Regions from separate parts of the Anser cygnoides genome. Here region 1 is linked to region 2. A link is a contact called in public Hi-C data. All regions are on one chromosome and are shown on one strand. Each heading gives the region's core, a stretch centred on a gene start, on an enhancer-like site or on the middle of the called end of the contact. The rest is flanking DNA. Distances are from core to core; before and after follow the strand shown. Region 1 holds the start of CWC15 (CWC15 spliceosome associated protein homolog). Region 2 holds the start of CCDC82 (coiled-coil domain containing 82).

Evidence for each region. A called contact is a pair of places that touch in the nucleus more often than the background predicts.
Region 1: a Hi-C map of liver shows a contact between it and region 2, with 2.6 times the contacts expected there. The contact joins the promoter of CWC15 here to the promoter of CCDC82 in region 2. A contact is called at or near these places in 2 of 7 Hi-C or Micro-C datasets (granulosa cells and liver).

What each region holds. Positions count from the first base shown.
Region 1 is chr1:200,615,179-200,618,732 of Taihu_goose_T2T_genome, forward strand. It overlaps CWC15 (CWC15 spliceosome associated protein homolog), which reads left to right and starts at 1,731. Exons shown (of 7, transcript XM_066989868.1): 1 at 1,731-1,753; 2 at 3,424-3,554. The coding sequence starts at 3,432.
Region 2 is chr1:200,060,258-200,063,849 of Taihu_goose_T2T_genome, forward strand. CCDC82 (coiled-coil domain containing 82) reads left to right here and starts at 1,930. Exons shown (of 8, transcript XM_048048107.2): 1 at 1,930-2,070; 2 at 2,575-3,127. The coding sequence starts at 2,582. The region is part of intron 2 of LOC125180075 (a long non-coding RNA gene); the gene reads right to left.

The DNA.
Region 1 (3,554 bases), core at 481-2,980, 550 kb after region 2:
ACTTCTACCATTGTCAAGAAGGAGTAGAAAATTTTCTTTGCTGCCAGCCAAAAGGATAGCTGCCAGTCTGTCATTTTCTAAGTACTGGAAATGCAAAGGGGAAAGTGGACTGGAGCAACACTGTAGGTGACAAATTCTGAAGAAATAATCAACCCAAAAATAATAAAAGACAATGTAAATAAACATGCCTTGCACCTCTTTAGACAAAGAGGCTCATCAAAGCAAAATTCCCAGAGGCAGGGTACTCAATTGGGAGTGTTTTCCTGCTGTCCCTAGACGTGTCTTCCAATCCAAATGGAAACAACACAGACTTCCTCGAGGTTCAGTGTGACTCGGAGCTGGTTTATAAATTCTTCTCACACAAACCAAGAACAGGACGTGGTTTCTTTGTACAAGGGCCCACTTCTTCCAAGTGCTTTCGTTGATGGCTTGCTGCCTACAGGGTGTCATTTGCATCAATTGCTGTAGCTCTCTGCATAGCAGTGTCTTTGGGGACCTCTTGCGGGCCCTCTTCTAAATTACATACTGGGTGAAGAGTAGCTCAGGAAAGTTTCCGTGTTGATTTTGCAGATCACAGAATCACAGAATCACAGAACGGCCGAGGTTGGAAGGGACCTCTGGAGATCACCCAGTCCAACCCCCTGCCGAGCAGGATCACCTAGAGCACATCGCGCAGGATGGCATCCAGGCGGGTTTGGGATATCTCCAGAGCAGGACACCCCACAACCTCTCTGGGCAGCCTGTCCCAGTCCTTTATTACCCTCACAGTAAAGAAGTGCCCCCTCATATTGAGCCAGAACCTCCTGTGCTTCATTTTGTGCTCCTTGCTTCTCATCTTGTGACTGGGCACAACTGAAAAGAGACCGGCTCCATCCTCTTGACACGCTCCCCTCAGACATGTATATATATTTATGAGGTCTCAAGATACATAAAAGAACCTTTTACTTCACATATCCTCATGTGATTCACAAAGGTTTAGCAACCAGATGCAATTTAAAAGCAAGGGCAAGCACAAGAGAGAAACTGTGTTTAATAACTGAATGCTACTCATTCACACTTTGGCTTTTTGGGAGGTATTTTTAGGGGACAGAAGTGAAAACACACCATTTTGAGGGTATTTTTAGGGGACAGCAGTGAAAACACACCAGTTTGAGGTTATTTTGGTGGGACAGCAGTGAAAACACACCAGTTTGAGGGTATTTTTTGGGGGGGGGGGGGCGGGGGGACAACAGTGAAAACGCACCAGTGTATTTTTAGGGGAGGGCAGTGAAAACACAGCAGTTTGAGGGTATTCTGGGGGGACAGCAGCGAAAACACACCAGTTTGAGGGTACTTTTATGGGACAGCAGTGAAAACACAGCAGTTTGAGTGGATTTGGGGGGACAGCAGTGAAAACACAGCAGTTTGAGGGGATTTTGGGGGGACAGCAGCGAAAACACACCAGTTTGAGGGTACTTTTATGGGACAGCAGTGAAAACACAGCAGTTTGAGGGGATTTGTAAGGGGGGGCACTGCTGACTGGCACGCTGAGGCTAACGTTGCCGATGCACACGGCTAAACAAAGGGAAGAACTGGGAGGTTTTATCACTCCCGTAGCTGTTCCTGTACTTCTTATTTGTGAACTCGCGTATAAACAGCCTGCAAAGGACCAGCCCCGAGGACAGAGGGCGCCCCTGCTGGACGCGCCGCGGCGCCATTTTGGGGCGTGCCCCTGCCCGGGGCAGCCATGATGGCGGGCGGGGCCGTCTCTATGGTAGGGCCCCGCGGCGCTCCGCCTGCCGGGCGCTGGGCGGGATGATGGCGGCGGCGTAGGGCCGGGCTGCGCTGCGGGAGGAGGCCGCGCTGTGAGAGGGGCCCTGAGGGGCTCTGAGGGGTCGGGAGGGCTCTGGGGCATCCTAACATCGGGGTAAGCCCCCTCGTTGTCGCTTGGGTTGGGAGGGAGCTGAGGAAGGCAGCGCGGCGGCCCTGCCTTGCCGTGGGCCCTGAGGTGGCTTCTCCAGTGCTGCGATCCCAAAACCTGACGAGAGCGGGCGGCCCCCGGGGGTTCGGGGGGGGTGGGGGGGCTTTTAAGGCCAAGGTAAATGCGGGCTGGGCTCGGCAAGGAGCAGGGGTGGTTGCTGGGGGGTGCTGGGGCTCCGGGTTGGGCCTGGTCCTTCACCTGAGCGCACAGATCCCCCTTACGCAGAGTTAGCACAGAAAGGACCTAAGAACAAGCGGCTTTCGCAAATTTTAGGTCTTGTAGAGGCCGTGCTGAGCCCCAGCTGGCTCACACGGCGTTTGGGAAGGTGTCAGCAGTTGTTAGTGAGCCTGGCTAGCTGCTGGCTCCCTTTTTGATTTGTGTTTGTGCCTGTGAAGTTAGTGGTGAGTGGGTGTCCTTTAGTCAGTAGTGAGTGGGCGTGCATGGCCCAGCGAAGCAGAAGTGAGTGCTGCTTTGTGTAACAGATTCCAGGTGGCACTGGTCGATCAGCCAGGCGGTGGTTGTGTATTGGCCGTGGTGTCTTGAGGCCTTGGCTGAGTGGTTTGGGCTCCTGGTCCCCGGCTCCTGTCCAGCAGCACCGCATGCAGCGCGTGCTGACAGCATGTCCGTGTGGCCAAGGCTGCTCAGAGCCTGTTTGCTTCTGTCTCACAGCTGCAGCTCTTGGCACCCTTTATTCCATTCTTAGGGCGTGCTGGTGGTAGGTGAGTTCCTGCAGGTTCTGAAACGGAGCTGCTGAAAGCTTCTGCCTTTGCCCAAGCAGGATATTTTGTTAATTGAACGTGGTTTACGTATGGTTGAAGCTGTCAGCCTTGTGCTTGCAGAGATAACATTACCCCTAGTGCTTCGTAAAGTTCTGCTGTCCAGCTGGAGCTCTGCGCGGGGCAATCCCACGGGGCTCTGCCACATTACTGATGTTGGTGCTGTGCCTGCACAGGAGAACTGACAGGGCCAGGGCAAGGGCTAGAGAGTACGGGTTGCATGATCATCATCACTGTTTAACTACCAACACCATCCTGGGCATGCTGTGAGCTGTGTCAGCCAGCATTGGTGGCGATGATACCGAGCCACACTTCAGGGAACGAAGGAAAAATCATTCCAGGCAGACATTTTTTGGCAGTCCTTTTTCCAGGGGAAAGAGTTTGGTTACTTGCTTACCACTGAGACTTAAGGATAGGAGACTGGCTCCTGGCATTTTATTTACTGTATAAACACAACCTTGCATTCTCGTTCAAATCTGTATGCCACCTTTCAGTCATGTTGGAAAAGACTTTCTTTTGAAAATCTGAATAGATTCTGTCAAGGAAAAAGCTCCTTAAATTTTAAGGGTCGGGTGCCAAGGGATGGTTAGAGGTTTGTTGCTACAGTTCCAGGAACAATGTAGCAGCTTCTGGTGACTGCCTTTCTCTGTAAGCTCTAATGGCTGCTTTTTGCCCTTGATTTTGTAGTCACTAAAATGACGACAGCAGCAAGGCCCACGTTTGAACCTGCGAGAGGAGGAAGAGGAAAAGGCGAAGGAGACTTAAGCCAGCTATCCAAACAGTATTCCAGCAGAGACCTTCCGTCTCATACTAAAATC
Region 2 (3,592 bases), core at 680-3,179:
TGTAGATTTTAATAGTTTCTTTTTTTGTGTATACTGATCCAGAAAATGTCTTGTTCTTTGAGCAGTAAAACTAATGCAGCTTGGTTCCTTATGATTTTTTTCTTCTCTCCATCCCCCAGACTGCATGCTGCAATACTCCTGCGTTCCCCCCTGACCAAGACAGCATTCGGGCCACCTCCCCATTTCCTACCCTCCATTTTGGGGGTTCCCTGCAGCACAGGGCCAGCCCCAGCTGACAGCAGTGCCCTTGCTGAGCAGTTGGGTGTGTGCTGCTAAATTGTTATTATGAATAAAAAAGAGCTCTGCACTGAGCTGGCAGCTCTCTCCTCGAGTGCCAGCTCTAGGAGGACATCTGTATGTCACCTACCTGCTGATTTTTCACCTGGACATGGCAGGAACTGAAGGGAATCACAGAGCAGCTGGCATCATACCCAAAATATGATTTACAGTTGTCAAAGTGTTGTTTTCTTCCAGGGCAGCCCACAGAGGACGGCGGGCTGGCAGGGGGTTTCCAAAGCACAGGCACCCTTGGGATTTCAGCTGCGGGTGGGCCCCAGTCTGGTGACCCCAAACCTCCCCATAATTACAGCTGCAACAACCTCTGTTTTCATGTCCCCCAACATTTGGGGGTTGAACATGTGAAAATTACCAGGTTTGCTCACAAGACAGCAGACAGTAGTGCACAGCTGTGAAGAAGCTGCTTTCACAGGGAAGCCTCAGGCCAGGTGTTGGTGACCTGCCAATAACACCAAGCTGTGTGGTGGGGTCAACACGCTGCAGGGAAGGGATGCCATCCAGAGGAACCTGGACAGGCCTGAGAGGTGGGCCTGTGCAAACCTCATGACGTTCAACAAGGCCCAGTGCAAGGTCCTGCAACTGGGCTGGGGCAATCCCAAGCACGAATACAGGCTGGGCAGAGAATGGATTGAGAGCAGCCCTGAGGAGAAGGACCTGGGGGTGTTGGTGGATGAGAAGCTCGACATGAGCCAGCAATGTGCGCTTGCAGCCCAGAAAGCCAACTGTACCCTGTGCTGCACCAAGAGCAGGGCAGTGTGGCCAGCAGGGTGAGGGAGGGGATTGACCCCCTCTGAGAAGGGGAGACCCTCTGAGACCCCACCTGGAGCTCTGAGTTCAGCTCTGGGGCCCCAGCACAAGAAGGACATGGAAGTACTAGAGCAAGTCCTGAGGATGGCCATGAGGATGATCAAGGGGCTGGAGCACCTCTCTTGCCAAGACGGGCTGAGGGAGTTGGGGTTGTTCAGCCTGGAGAAGAGAAGGCTCCAGGGAGACCTTACAGCGGCCTGCCAGTACCTAAAGGGGGCTACAGGAAAGCTGGGGAGGGACTCTTTGTCAGGGGGTTTAGGGATAGGACAAGGGGGAATGGCTTTAAACTAGAAAAGAGAAGATTTAGATTAGATATTCAGAAGAAATTCTTCCCTCAGAGGGTGGTGAGGCCCTGGCACAGGCTGCCCAGAGAAGCTGTGGATGCCCCATCCCTGGAGGTGCTCAAGGCCAGGCTGGATGGGGCTTTGGGCAACCTGGTCTGGTGGGAGGTGTCCCTGCCCATGGCAGGGGGGTGGAATTAAATAATCCTTAAGGTCCCTTCCAACCCAAGCCATGCTGTGATCCTATATGAATCGTTCTACGACCTGCAGCCTCCAGTGGCCACCAGAATCCCCCTTACCCCATGCCTCACAAGCCCACAGAGCCTCAGGAACACAACTGTATCAGGCTGAAAAGCCATCACAACCAAGCCATCGCAGCCCAGCGCTACCCCCGCCTGCCAGGCGATGACCTGAGGGCCGGGAGGACGGCGGAGCCGTGCCCCGAGGCGGGGGCAGGACTCGAACCGGCGACCCCCCGAACTCCAGCACCGCGCGCCAACCTGCGAACCCCGTGCAAAGCACGTGACACCCCCCGCCTCCCCAATGACCTGTCAGCACTTCCGTAAACAGCCCGGGGGCTGAGTGACAGGCCGCGGCAGCCAATCGCGGCGCGCGGAGCGCTGGGTGGGGCGGCAACCTGCCCTCGGCCGCTCGCGCGCGCGCTGGGGCGCGGGAAGCGCTCCCGGTAACTAACGGCGGGGCCGGGCGGCGACAGGGCGCGACACGCCGCGATAGGTGGCGATATGGCGCGACAGAGCGCGACAGGGACCATCGGCCTGCGCCGTGGCGGCGGGGGGAGAGGGATGAGCCCCGTTGGGCCCGGCCCGGCTCCCGTCGGGGCGCCCCAGCCCCACCGGGGGGGCACAGGGCCCGGGGGGACACCGCGACAGGCCTGAGGTGGCCGGGCCCGAGCTCTCTGATCGGTGTGGGAGGGGGTGACGGACTTAAAGGTTTTTCCCATTTATTCAGGCCGGGTGGGGGTATTTCTGCTCGTAAGCGTGTTTTGAGGAAGGCGTGCCCTCCTCAGAAGTCCCGAGTTTGGCGTGGTGATGTTCGCTGCGTGTCTCACTGAAGGGCGCGTTAAATATCGGAGTTTTACGTGGTAAAATATGCCAGCTCTCCCTCCTTCTTTGGGATAACGTATTAGGTGCGTTGTCTTACCGGTGCGTGTTGTGGTGTGTTGACACAGCTTCCCAATGGAGGTAGGAGCAGGTGTGAGAAGGTACGAAACCAGAAATAAGACGGCAGGAGCGGAACTGTCGGCCAAATCCCGCGTGGACTGGAGACGCACTAAAAGGGAGCTCATACTGTTTGACAGCGATGACGAATCCTCGTTTGCCTCAGAGGAGGAAGAGTCCGCTGAATCCACCATGTCAGAAGACGGAGTGGGTGAAAAAGATGAAACTGTTCTGAAGAATGGCTTTGCGGATCAGGAGGAGAAAATCCACAGTGGGGAAATAACAGATGATGAATGCGTTGTGCCTGGGAAGCGTAAGAGGTTGAACAGCTCGGTACTGCACGACAGTGATGAAAGCGAGGACAGTGATATCCTTGTTAGGAAAGTTTTTGCCAAACGCCATTGTATAATTAATGAAGATGAGAGTTCCCAAGAACAGCAGCCTGATAAAACGTGCCCTGCAGAAGACGTTTCTACTAATAGGAAACAGAAAGTATTGGCAAAATTGAAAGGTCTTGCAAGACAAAGAGCATCTCGGACATCCTGTAGGAGTGAAAATTGTGAGGTCTGAATTTTATCTTTGAGCTTCAGTTCCACCACTAAATATAGAGGAAGATGGCAATTAATAGATATTAATCAGTAGGATTTGTAAAAATTTGTTTTGGTTTTTATTCATGACAAATCAGTAATCCTATCACATTTCAACAGTTGTCACGTGAACTAAATAACAATATTGACTGCTGAAGACCTTTAGTTCTAATTTAATTTTCATCGCTGAGGATTTAAGAATTTCCCTTCATTTGCTCTTTCAGGCTTTCTGATGACTAAGCAGCTTAGAATGCACATATCTATATTCTCTATGTTGTCAGAAAGGGAAAAAATATCTTTAATATTCCTTTTTCCTTAGGCTATCAGATTACTCTTATCAAGAAACAAAGTGCCTGTTGAAGCACCTTAGAAATCTCATGTTACCTTAATTCCTATTCAGTCTGTTTGACTGAAGAGAGGTACATGGAGATCGCTGATTTAA